Regions from separate parts of the Sus scrofa genome. Here region 2 is linked to region 1. Evidence: chromatin contacts called from public Hi-C data. All regions are on one chromosome and are shown on one strand. The core of a region is the stretch at or near the end of the contact, and the rest is flanking DNA. Distances in the headings are between cores, read along the strand shown. Region 1 overlaps C4H1orf194. Region 2 overlaps AKNAD1 (protein AKNAD1).

What was found. Hi-C and Micro-C count contacts between places; a contact is called where the count stands out from the background.
Region 2: a Hi-C map of mesenteric adipose tissue shows a contact between it and region 1, with 2.0 times the contacts expected there. The contact joins two enhancer-like sites. A contact is called at or near these places in 2 of 5 promoter capture datasets (fetal liver and liver), 9 of 47 Hi-C or Micro-C datasets (alveolar macrophages, embryonic fibroblasts, fetal skeletal muscle and 5 more) and 1 of 2 datasets of contacts at active chromatin or transcription factors (skeletal muscle).

The regions. Positions count from the first base shown.
Region 1 is chr4:110,961,796-110,966,736 of Sscrofa11.1, reverse strand. C4H1orf194 reads right to left here. Exons shown (of 4, transcript XM_021090091.1): 4 at 4,265-4,919. The coding sequence ends at 4,871. It overlaps TMEM167B (protein kish-B), which reads left to right. Exons shown (of 3, transcript XM_001926138.5): 3 at 1-846. Among named protein-coding and RNA genes, the nearest start is that of TMEM167B, 7.2 kb to the left of the region's middle. Within about 2 kb of position 2,851, at least 63 of the 83 cell types and tissues checked have an H3K27ac peak or open chromatin away from gene starts, as enhancers often do. A contact at or near this core is called in mesenteric adipose tissue, retroperitoneal adipose tissue and skeletal muscle, where this site is marked.
Region 2 is chr4:111,224,854-111,229,582 of Sscrofa11.1, reverse strand. It overlaps AKNAD1 (protein AKNAD1), which reads right to left. Exons shown (of 13, transcript XM_021090095.1): 11 at 3,465-3,546; 12 at 2,331-2,430; 13 at 109-1,593. The coding sequence ends at 1,462. Among named protein-coding and RNA genes, the nearest start is that of AKNAD1, 32 kb to the right of the region's middle. Within about 2 kb of position 1,887, at least 15 of the 83 cell types and tissues checked have an H3K27ac peak or open chromatin away from gene starts, as enhancers often do. A contact at or near this core is called in mesenteric adipose tissue, retroperitoneal adipose tissue and skeletal muscle, where this site is marked.

The DNA of each region.
Region 1 (4,941 bases), core at 1,602-4,101:
CAGGTTCTGAAATATGAGTTTGGTGCTTTTAAGGGTTCCTAGAAGTATAGAAAGTCATCAAGTAAACACTACATTTCTAATCATCTCGGAGTTGTGGCTGTTGTCTTCAGCAATTGATCCACAGGGTAAATTTCAATGATTCATGTATTTTCCATTGTTGCTTCTGAGGGTCTTTCACACAAGACAAAGGAAAGCTAGTGGAACGGAAAGAAGAGTTACACCTTGTGGGTGTGAGTTTGGAACCTGCTGGTCAATGGGAATGTCACTCCCTGGAAATACAGGTTCAGCATGTTTTGCACTTGTTATTTTGTAGCTTTAATGACTTTTGTTTTCTAATAGGGCTAACATCTCTAAGCTTGGTGCTTAGAGCCGCTTCATATTTTAAACTAGTTCCATTTCACAGCTCTAGTTGTTCAAACCAGTTTTTACAGCCTCCTGGATGGGTCATCTTGACCTAAACTCTTGAACTATTATGTTTGAGATGTCTTCATACCAGAATGTACCAAAAAGTACACAGCGTGAAGGTAATTTAAAGCAAATAACAAACACACAGTTTATTTCATGTCTTGACTTTATGTAAGCAGATAAGCAGAAACTTGCTTAATTTGTCACTTTGGTTGGTGTGTCATCTATTTTTGACTGAAAATTGTAGGAAGTTGTTTCTCTAAAGGAGTCCATTTAGGGGTAGAAGAACGGGGTTAGCAGTTTTGCCTCAGATTCAAACTGGCATCACCATAAACCCAGTATGCTGGGGTGGAATGAAATCAGCTTTTTATAGTTGAAATAAAATTTTTTATTCACCATTGTCTGCACAAATCCTTGAAAATAAAATTTCTTTCCCTACCATTTTGTCCATTTGTCAAATACATGCTGATTTTTTTTTTATTTTTTATTTTTTTGTCTTTTCTAGGGCCACACCCTCTGCACATGGAGGTTCCCAGGCTAGGGGTTTAATCAGAGCTGTAGCCACAGGCCTATGCCACAGCCACAGCAATGCAGGATCCGAGCCGTGTCTGCAACCTACACCACAGCTCACGGCAACGCTGGATCCTTAACCCACTGAGCAAAGCCAGGGATCGAACCTGCAACCTCATGGTTCCTAGTCAAATTCGTTAACCACTGAACTACTATGGGAACTCCCCCATGCTGAATTATTGAACTGTTCAGCATCCCCTGGGTTCTGCCCATAGTATACCTTTTAGTCTGCATTAGTGAATGCCATCAGTTCTGTGAACCCCCTGTGATGGTCACTGAATGTATGATAGAGTTCAGAATCTATGAGGGCATAGCTCTCTCCTTTGAGAGAACTGATATATGTGTAATCATTTATACACACACATATTTACATATATATATTCGTGTGTATGTATGTGTATATATATATATAAATACATTTTTGAGGCGTATTAAATAATGCAAATAACACACCCCCAATACATTTCACCTACTACTGCTATTAAAATACAATTACCGGAGTTCCCGTCGTGGCGCAGTGGTTAACGAATCCGACTAGGAACCATGAGGTTGCGGGTTCAGTCCCTGCCCTTGCTCAGTGGGTTAACGATCCGGCGTTGCCGTGAGCTGTAGTGTAGGTTGTAGACGCGGCTCAGATCCCACATTGTTGTGGCTCTGGCGTAGGCCGGTGGCTACAGCTCCGATTAGACCCCTAGCCTGGGAACCTCCATATGCCGCGGGAGCGGCCCAAGAAATAGCAACAACAACAACAAAAGACAAAAAAAAAAAAAAAACAATTATCATCTGCCACCACCAGCCATAAATTTATTCATTCAAGCGAGATTATCAGGTTACCCAGCCACATACCTAGAAAATCCTTGAGCCAGTGGGATTCTGGCAAATACAATGGATACTTTCTCCCTATTTGTTTATTCCACCTGCTGGGTGGCAATGGCACAAGGCCATATTATAACGTGTGCTCTCTGGTGTGAAAGGAACTAATTCTACTTACATAGTTGTTCCTTTTTTTTTTTTTTTTTGAAATCATTCTGGAATTTGAAAGATGTTTTAATGACTTTGAAAGTAAACGATTCAGCAATATGACTACCAAAGCAAGTTCCAGATGGCAGGAGGGCTCTCTGAAGATAAGGATATGCCTTCCTATCTTTATTCATTTCAAGGCTAGTCTGACTACTTAGTCCTTGGATTTCAGTAATCTGTGCTCACCTTTGTCTTTGGTAAAATGATGTTTGCCTTCGTCCTTTGGAGGAGCTCCTGGGAAGTTGATGTTGGTAATGACCAGGAATTGCCTTCTCCCTGGGAAAGGAATCATTCACTTAGAGACCTCCGGAGATTGAATCATCTTATATCCAGTACTTGGATCAAAGATCAAAGAAAAGCTATAGATATGGATTATAAATATGTAGCTGCACAAAGATCAAAAGGCATTCACGATTCAGTTTTGTGGGAACTTGTTCCGCCTTTACCTGGGCCCTGGGTTCCCCTCCGAGCCACGCGAGGGCAGCAAAGTGCGCACACGGGGAAGGCCTGTGCTGGATGGTTCCTCTCAGAATCCTCCGGGGCGGGGTAGGGCGTGCAGAGGGTTTAAAGGAGGGTGCAGACTTCCGCTCCGGAACCGGAGGGAGAGCGGCCGGGGGTGAGGTTGCAGTGTGCTGTGATGAGGAGTTGCGTGGAAGGCGCGTGCGGGCCGAATGTGTGAGTGGATGCGTGAATGTGAGTGCGCGTGGTGCGTGCAAGGCGAGTGCGTGCTCCCGCCCCCGTGCCCCTCCCCCGGCCTACACCTTGATCTTATTTGATCGGGTTGTGACTCCAGCCCCGCCGGGCCGACCCGAAATGAAAGGCTCACCTCCTGCGAAGCCCTTTTCTTGGGGCGCTGTGCAGCGAGGCCCAATGGGCGGTGGCAACGCCGCGGTCCCGGAGCCGAGCCTACGGGGCCCGGCGCTCAGACGTGATGAATTGATCAGATAGACGAGGCCGGGCTCGTCCCGGGCCGCTGATTATCGAGGCGATTCTGATCTGAGCCCGGCTCCAGTGCACGGCAGCCCGCGGCGTTGGGGCTAACGTGTCAACGGTCGGCGGCCCCGGGCCGCTGGTGGAGGTTGAATGAGCCATCTCCCCGCCTGCGGGAGCGGAAGCTAAACGTCGACGGAGGCCTTGTTCCTGCTGCAGCTTTTTTTCTTCCCTAGCCGCCTCCTTTTCTTTAGGCCCGCCTTGCAACGATGATTCTTTTGTATGGTGCCAACACTGGTGCCCCGGGTATAAAGGCACTCTACAGTGCCTGCCGCAAAGGGATAGAGGTTTACATGCATGTCTAGATGTGTGTATATCCCTAAGAGAATTTGGAGAGTTTATTAGAACTCAGATTCCAGGGACCCGCAACCAGATTTACTGAATTAGAATTATCAGGGACGTCTAGGAATCTGTATTTTTAAAAGCTGCCATGCATGGATGGCAATAATAAATTTGATGTTATCAACCCACGTGAGGTGATGAACCAGAGCCATTCTAAATAATGAGAACTGAAACAATATTGCCACTGAATAGACTGGAGTATCTCTGGGGAAGAGGGGCTGTGATGGGTTGGTGATTTAAGGGCCCTGCACCTGAGTACCAGGAAGAAGCCCTTTTATATCTGAATTATTCAGCAATGCGTATGCTGTCTAGGCTTAGAAATGGGAACCTGGAGTTCTTGCTATGGCACAATGGGATTGGCAGCATCTTGGGAGCCTTGGGACCAAGGTTTGATCCCTGGCCCCTGTTGCCTGTGGCTTAGGTTACAACTGTGGCTGGAATCGGATCCCTGGCCCAGGGAACTCCACATGCCACCAGGTGGCCAAAAAAAAGGGGAGGTGAAGAGAAATGGGAACTTAGTACAATAATTCTAAAAGGTCTGCCATTTCTTTTTTTCTTTCTTTTTTGTCTTTTAGGGCTGTACCAGTGACATGTGGAGGTTCCCATGTCAAATCAGAGCTGTAGCCACCGGCCTACGCCACAGCCACAGCAACTCAGGATCTGAGCTGAGTCTACAACCTACACCACAGCTCACGGCAATGCCAGAACCTTAACCCACTGAACAAGGCCAGGGACCAAACCCGAGTCCTCATGGATGCCAGTCAGGTTCGTTAACCACTGAGCCAAGACGAGAACTCCGGTCTGCCATTTCTTGCTCATTCTAACAGCAGGTTCCTGTGAGTTACTTGGTGATTTAAGAAGCCACATTAATGCATCAGTTTTTAGGTACCTTTAGACCCCAGCACCAGATTGTTGAGTCCTGTTTCTAAGACTAGGGGGCTATATATCACAGCACAAATCAAGGCAGAGAAAAGGGAATTGACTCCCAGGCAAAAAGTAGCAGAGGGAAGAGAATGAACAATGGCAAGGAGCCAGCACCAGGAAGATAGAGTCCTCATGGGAAGGTAGAATCCATCAGGTGACTAAATCCAGGAGGTCTGAAATCAGTTAAGTCTGACCTCAGCATGAATGTTAGTGCTACTAAAATTACAGTGTTTATAAGCTCATTGTTTCCCCAACACTTAGTGCCAGACACATAAAGGTTTGCAAGAAATGTCGAATGGGTGATATCTGTTGGTTGGATTGACTCCAGCTGACAAAATGTGAATCCCTGTCTCCTGCCAAAAACAGTGCTGTTTTGTCCTAGATCTGTATCTTTTTGGCAAGATCACTTTCTGAGTTGCAAATATGCCCACCAGGACTAGTTTCTGGAAGTTGAGAAATGTCCATATTTCAAGAGTAGTCAAGTGGCACCTTGCAGTCTGTGGATAACACACAACGGCTTCGTCTTACACAAACCTCTTTAATGTAGGCGGGCGAAGGATGTCCCACACGATTAATTAGTCTGGGGCCTGTCAACACTTAGGTGGAGAAAAAGCCACCGTCATTCTTCCGGGAATAACCTCTGTTGGTAGCTGCAGTGTGGGGGGACACTGTGGAGAAGAGAGAAGGAGT
Region 2 (4,729 bases), core at 638-3,137, 260 kb before region 1:
CTCTGGGTTAAGGATCCGGTGTTGCCGTGAGCTGTGGTGTAGGTCATAGATGCGGCTCGAATCTGGCATTGCTGTGGCTCTGGTGTAGGCCGGTGGCTGCAGCTCTGATTCGACCCCTAGCCTGGGAACCTACATATGCTGCAGGTGTGGCCCTAAAATGACAAAAGAAAAAAAAAAATCTGCTACCAGTCCTCACTATCTTCCTCATAAAGCAACAACTTAAAAGTACAATTTGCCACGCAGTCCGAGGTATCCTCTGAATGGCCCCTGCTTTATGTCTTCCCAGGCACCCTAAACCAGTTTCCAAGCCCCAAAGTTAAAAATAACTCACTCTCCAGCCAGCTAGACAAATCGCAGCTGCCTTGGTCACCAAAGAAATCTTCAAAGCAGAAATGGATTCAACTCCCCTTACCGCTAAGCAGAGCTCTGGGGCTTGGGAAGCTTCTGTTGGAACAGGAGTGAATGGAGGCCCGGGAAAGAGGGACCAGGGCCAGTAACCAACCAGCTGCTCTGTTGTTGAGGTCACACAGCAGTCCTAAGCCAGCCTATCAGAAGCATGTTCCTATGTTCTCCACAAAATGCTAATGCACTTAATACACACAGTTTTAACGAATTGTCTTCACTTGGGTCCCAATTTCATTAAGACTACTGTTTTTCCGTATTTCTGACTTCAGAAGATCTTTAAATAATGTATACGTGTATCGTAAAAATTTCATACAGTCCAGAAAGTAAATGAAAAGTCAAGACCCCCTCTTCCCCACAAAACTCCCAATTCCACTTCCTGGGGGTCCACTGAATAGTTTTGTGTATCTTTCCGGAAAGTACGTAGACTCTTTGAAAAACAGATGAGGTCACACTATATACATTATTGGGCATCTTGCTTTTTTTCACAGTCTTACAGATTATACACCTCATTCTTTTCCGTGGCTGCAGAGTATGACCGCTGTTGCTTGTGTATCATCACATAGGGTGTTAGATTAGCTCCACTTGGGGGCCGTCCTCACCTGCATACTGCTTCCTGTCGCATGAGTTACTTAAAAGCAAAGTCCTAGCAGTGGAATTGCCACTTGGAATTCATAGCATTTGATGGCAGTTACCGAGGTGCCTTGTAACAAGGTGGCGCTAATTTGTACTTCCAGCAGCAGTCCGAGAGTTCCTGTCTCCCCAATCCTCACTGGCACTGCCAGGGATTTTCAAACTTGAGTATTTGCCATACTCGTAGGTAAAAGTATATTTTATTGCTTTGATTTATCTTATTATGAGGTAGGAATGACAGGTTTATTTTTAAACAAATACATGTTGATTTCGATCTTTAAGAATCACGGGTCCATTTTCTTCATTTAAGCACTTTGTGTCCCTCACAAAGGAGTTTTTCTCTGGAAACTCATCTTCATAAGTTGCCTAATCAAGCTTTCCCTGCATTCAAAAAAAAAAAAAAATCCTTGGTGCCTTTGAGTCAAACTAGTATTTCAGTCGGTTCCTCCATCTCTGCGCTTTGGCCAGATCTTCTGCAATAGTTCTAATCATTTGATCAGTAGTTTGTTTCAAAACGGTTGCTGTCCTTAGGGCATGATCCAAAGATGAGTTTAAAATCTACAGAGAAAGAGTCCACACGTTTTCGTCACTTAAATTTACGACTGCTTCTCTTAATTGGGTTCGCATTATTCAACACCGCTAAGTGGAATTTTTGGAGTACTCTCTTTTCCACCCGGTCTATTTCTGTTTTGAGGGTTTGTTTCCTAGGAAACCAGTCTGAGTGGAATATGTTTTTTTAGAAAAAAGGGACAGAAAAAAGGCCAACACGTGACTGATGAGCATGAATCAGAGGGTGAGGTCAGCAACCTGCCGGGCTGTTTTCTGCTGTGGAAAAAGAGATGTGTGAGGAGAGAAGCTCCTGGGGTGGGGGGCACAATGCAGGGGATCCCGGGCCATAACCACCGAGAGGGCACCCGGGGTGCAAGTGCATGCATGGGGCAGTGTTGGAAAGTGGCCTGAAAATAAATGGGAGACTGCTGGCAGCTGTCACCCCAGTGTCACTGGACAGACTTGTGAGTGGGGTGCCCTCATGCCAGGGCCAGGAGAATCTGTGCCAAGGCACCACCCATAGAACACTTTCTCCAGGAAGTTTGCCTTGGACCCAATTTAGGAATAATGCAAACCACGTGGCCACTCAGGCTGTGTATCTTTATGTTAGTGCTGAGCACACGTTGCTTTAGCAAAGCTTTTTCTGACGCTCTGTACTGTAATAATTTAAAGGCCATCAGTTTTGTGGTCATCCAGACCAAACTTACAAGCTGCAAGGATTCTAGAATTTTTTTCTAACTCCTCACCTCAGATTCCATCTCCTCAACACCACGAAAGTTGCTTAAGGATGTGCTTCCAGAAATCCTGCAGGACTGGGAAGGGGGTGAGCATGTAGCCAGGTCTGAACTGTAAAAAACGCAAAGGCACCTGAGTGCCATCCAGCTCTGTGGTTAGGTAATGGCCGTGTGTGTGTGTGTTGGGACAAGGAGCTGGTGCACCCCTGCCCAAGGACACATAACCAGGATGCAAACCCAAGAACTCCCCAGGGGCCACATCCATAAACACTGCACTGCACTCTGAGAGTGGGTGGTGGGGTTCAGACTTGAATGTGACCGCATGGCCTGAACTCTAGCCACACTGCTACATTGTCCTGCCTCCCAAATAGCTCTTGAATATGAGACTTCTCTCTTTCCTCTTCTACCACCCTTGGCCAAGCTGCCATCACGCCACCTGGATTATTGCACTAGCCTCCTATTTGGCCTCTGTGCTGCAATCCTTGACTCCTCTAATTTCTTCCCTCTCCCTTAGTTAGTGATCTTTTAAAACACAAGAAAATGTTAAAAAACACTCAGGTTAAAAAAAAAAAAAAAAAAAAAAAACCACCTCTTTGGCTTCCCATTATATCTAAGCCTCTGAAATCTTGCAGCTGACAAGCCCCTGCACGGTCTGGCCCTGCCCATCCCACTGGCCTTCCCTCACCAGCCTCATCTTGCCCACTGCTTCTCCATCTTCCAGGCTCCAGCTGCATCGTTCCTGGACTTGCCAAGGGCCTTCCCACACCAGGACGCCCTCCTAGACTGGCACCTTCTTCCCACTTACACCTCCATCCCCTTGCTAGTTCATTCATACTCACCCTTTAGAACTCAGTTTCCCTGAACCCCCAAACTAGGTAATAGCACTCGGTATGCCCCCTTTTCCTCTACCAATAAAAGTGAGCTCTCTGAGGGCAGGAACGGCGGGTGACTTAGTCCCAGTGTCCTGCTATCGACACTCAAGTATTTGTTGAATGAATCACTGAATGACTGAAGTATTAGCCAGACCTACATTTGAATCCTGGCTGTACTGCTGCTGATCCAGGAGATCGAGGGCAGGTAACTGAATGCTCTAAGCACATTGCATGCATCCAAGCGAGGGGTAGTCATTGTGTTAATAATACTTACTTTCCTGGTATGAGATCGCACGCATCAAGTGAGGATTTTGAATTTGCTCTTTGGGAACAGATCCATTTTGGTTGTGAATGAGCTGGAAAACGTTAGCTAAGATTAAATTCGGAACATCAAAAAAGAGCCCCAAATGATCCCCAAACGATTAATGGGTATCATTTCCTGAACTTTTCTGTATGAATGAAATAGTTCATAAAATTTGGGGAAATAAAGAAAATTTGGGGACATGGGAAATAGCCATCAAGTATTATGTATTCAAGAAAAGAAATTCAGTATGTAAAAGGAGCTTTATTGGCAGACAGGAGACCAGGAGTCTGGGTTCTCTGGGTGTGAGCTCTGTGACCTGAGCGTGTCTGCAGGCTCAGCCTCTTCATGTGGCAAATGGAGGGAGAATATTTTCCAAGAGCGTGGACTGAATCAATTTCTGAAGGCCTCCTCACTTTGGGACCAAGACTTCTAGGAGTCAGAACTAAATTATGTTACTGAGACAGTTCTGGAAAATAGAGACCAAACAGAGGAGAAGATAAGCACAGCAAAGTCACCATGGAACACAAATTCGCCTTCGGGTCACTGAGGCTCCCTTCCCCCCCTCCCCGGCCCCCTTCCTCCTTCTGGCTTCTCTGGCTTCTCTTTCCCTGTCATGACTCCACTGCTTTCCTCATTCACATACTGGAATGAGGTCTCAAGGGTTGTAGACCCCAAAACCAAGGCGGTAATAAAGAACTCTGCCTGTTGCTTTTGCAGAGTCTTGGGGACCATCCCCTTGAGAGAACACGCCCAACTGGAGGATCTGGCAGCTGAGGGGGGGGACGCAGCTGAGGTCCTTCGGGTGAAGGCTGTTCTTTAGTCTTGGACACCTGCAGTTATGAAAGATAAGAAACATTCTCTCTGGCACCCCGGCCCCAGCGATGGAGAGAAAGCTCTGAAGGTTCGAACTTGCTCATGAGGAAAGGGTGTCAGAGAACCAGAACGTCCTCGTTCAGAAGCAAAACAAGAGTGTCCCTTTCCCTCCTCTGGTGCCCTTAGCGGACCACCCCCGTGCTTCTAGCACGTGGCACATTTTGCCATGAGCGTCCCTTATTTGGGTACGTGTTCCTTTCTCTCAATAGGTTATAATTCCGTGGGAGGAAGGAGCCGTGTTTTATTCATCTTTATCAATAAATGTTTGGCACTGAAATGAGCAATTTGATATTTTAGGAGTGTAAAAATAGTCTGTTTCTCTACATGCTGACTTTTAGTGGGGATATCCTTAAAGCTTTTGC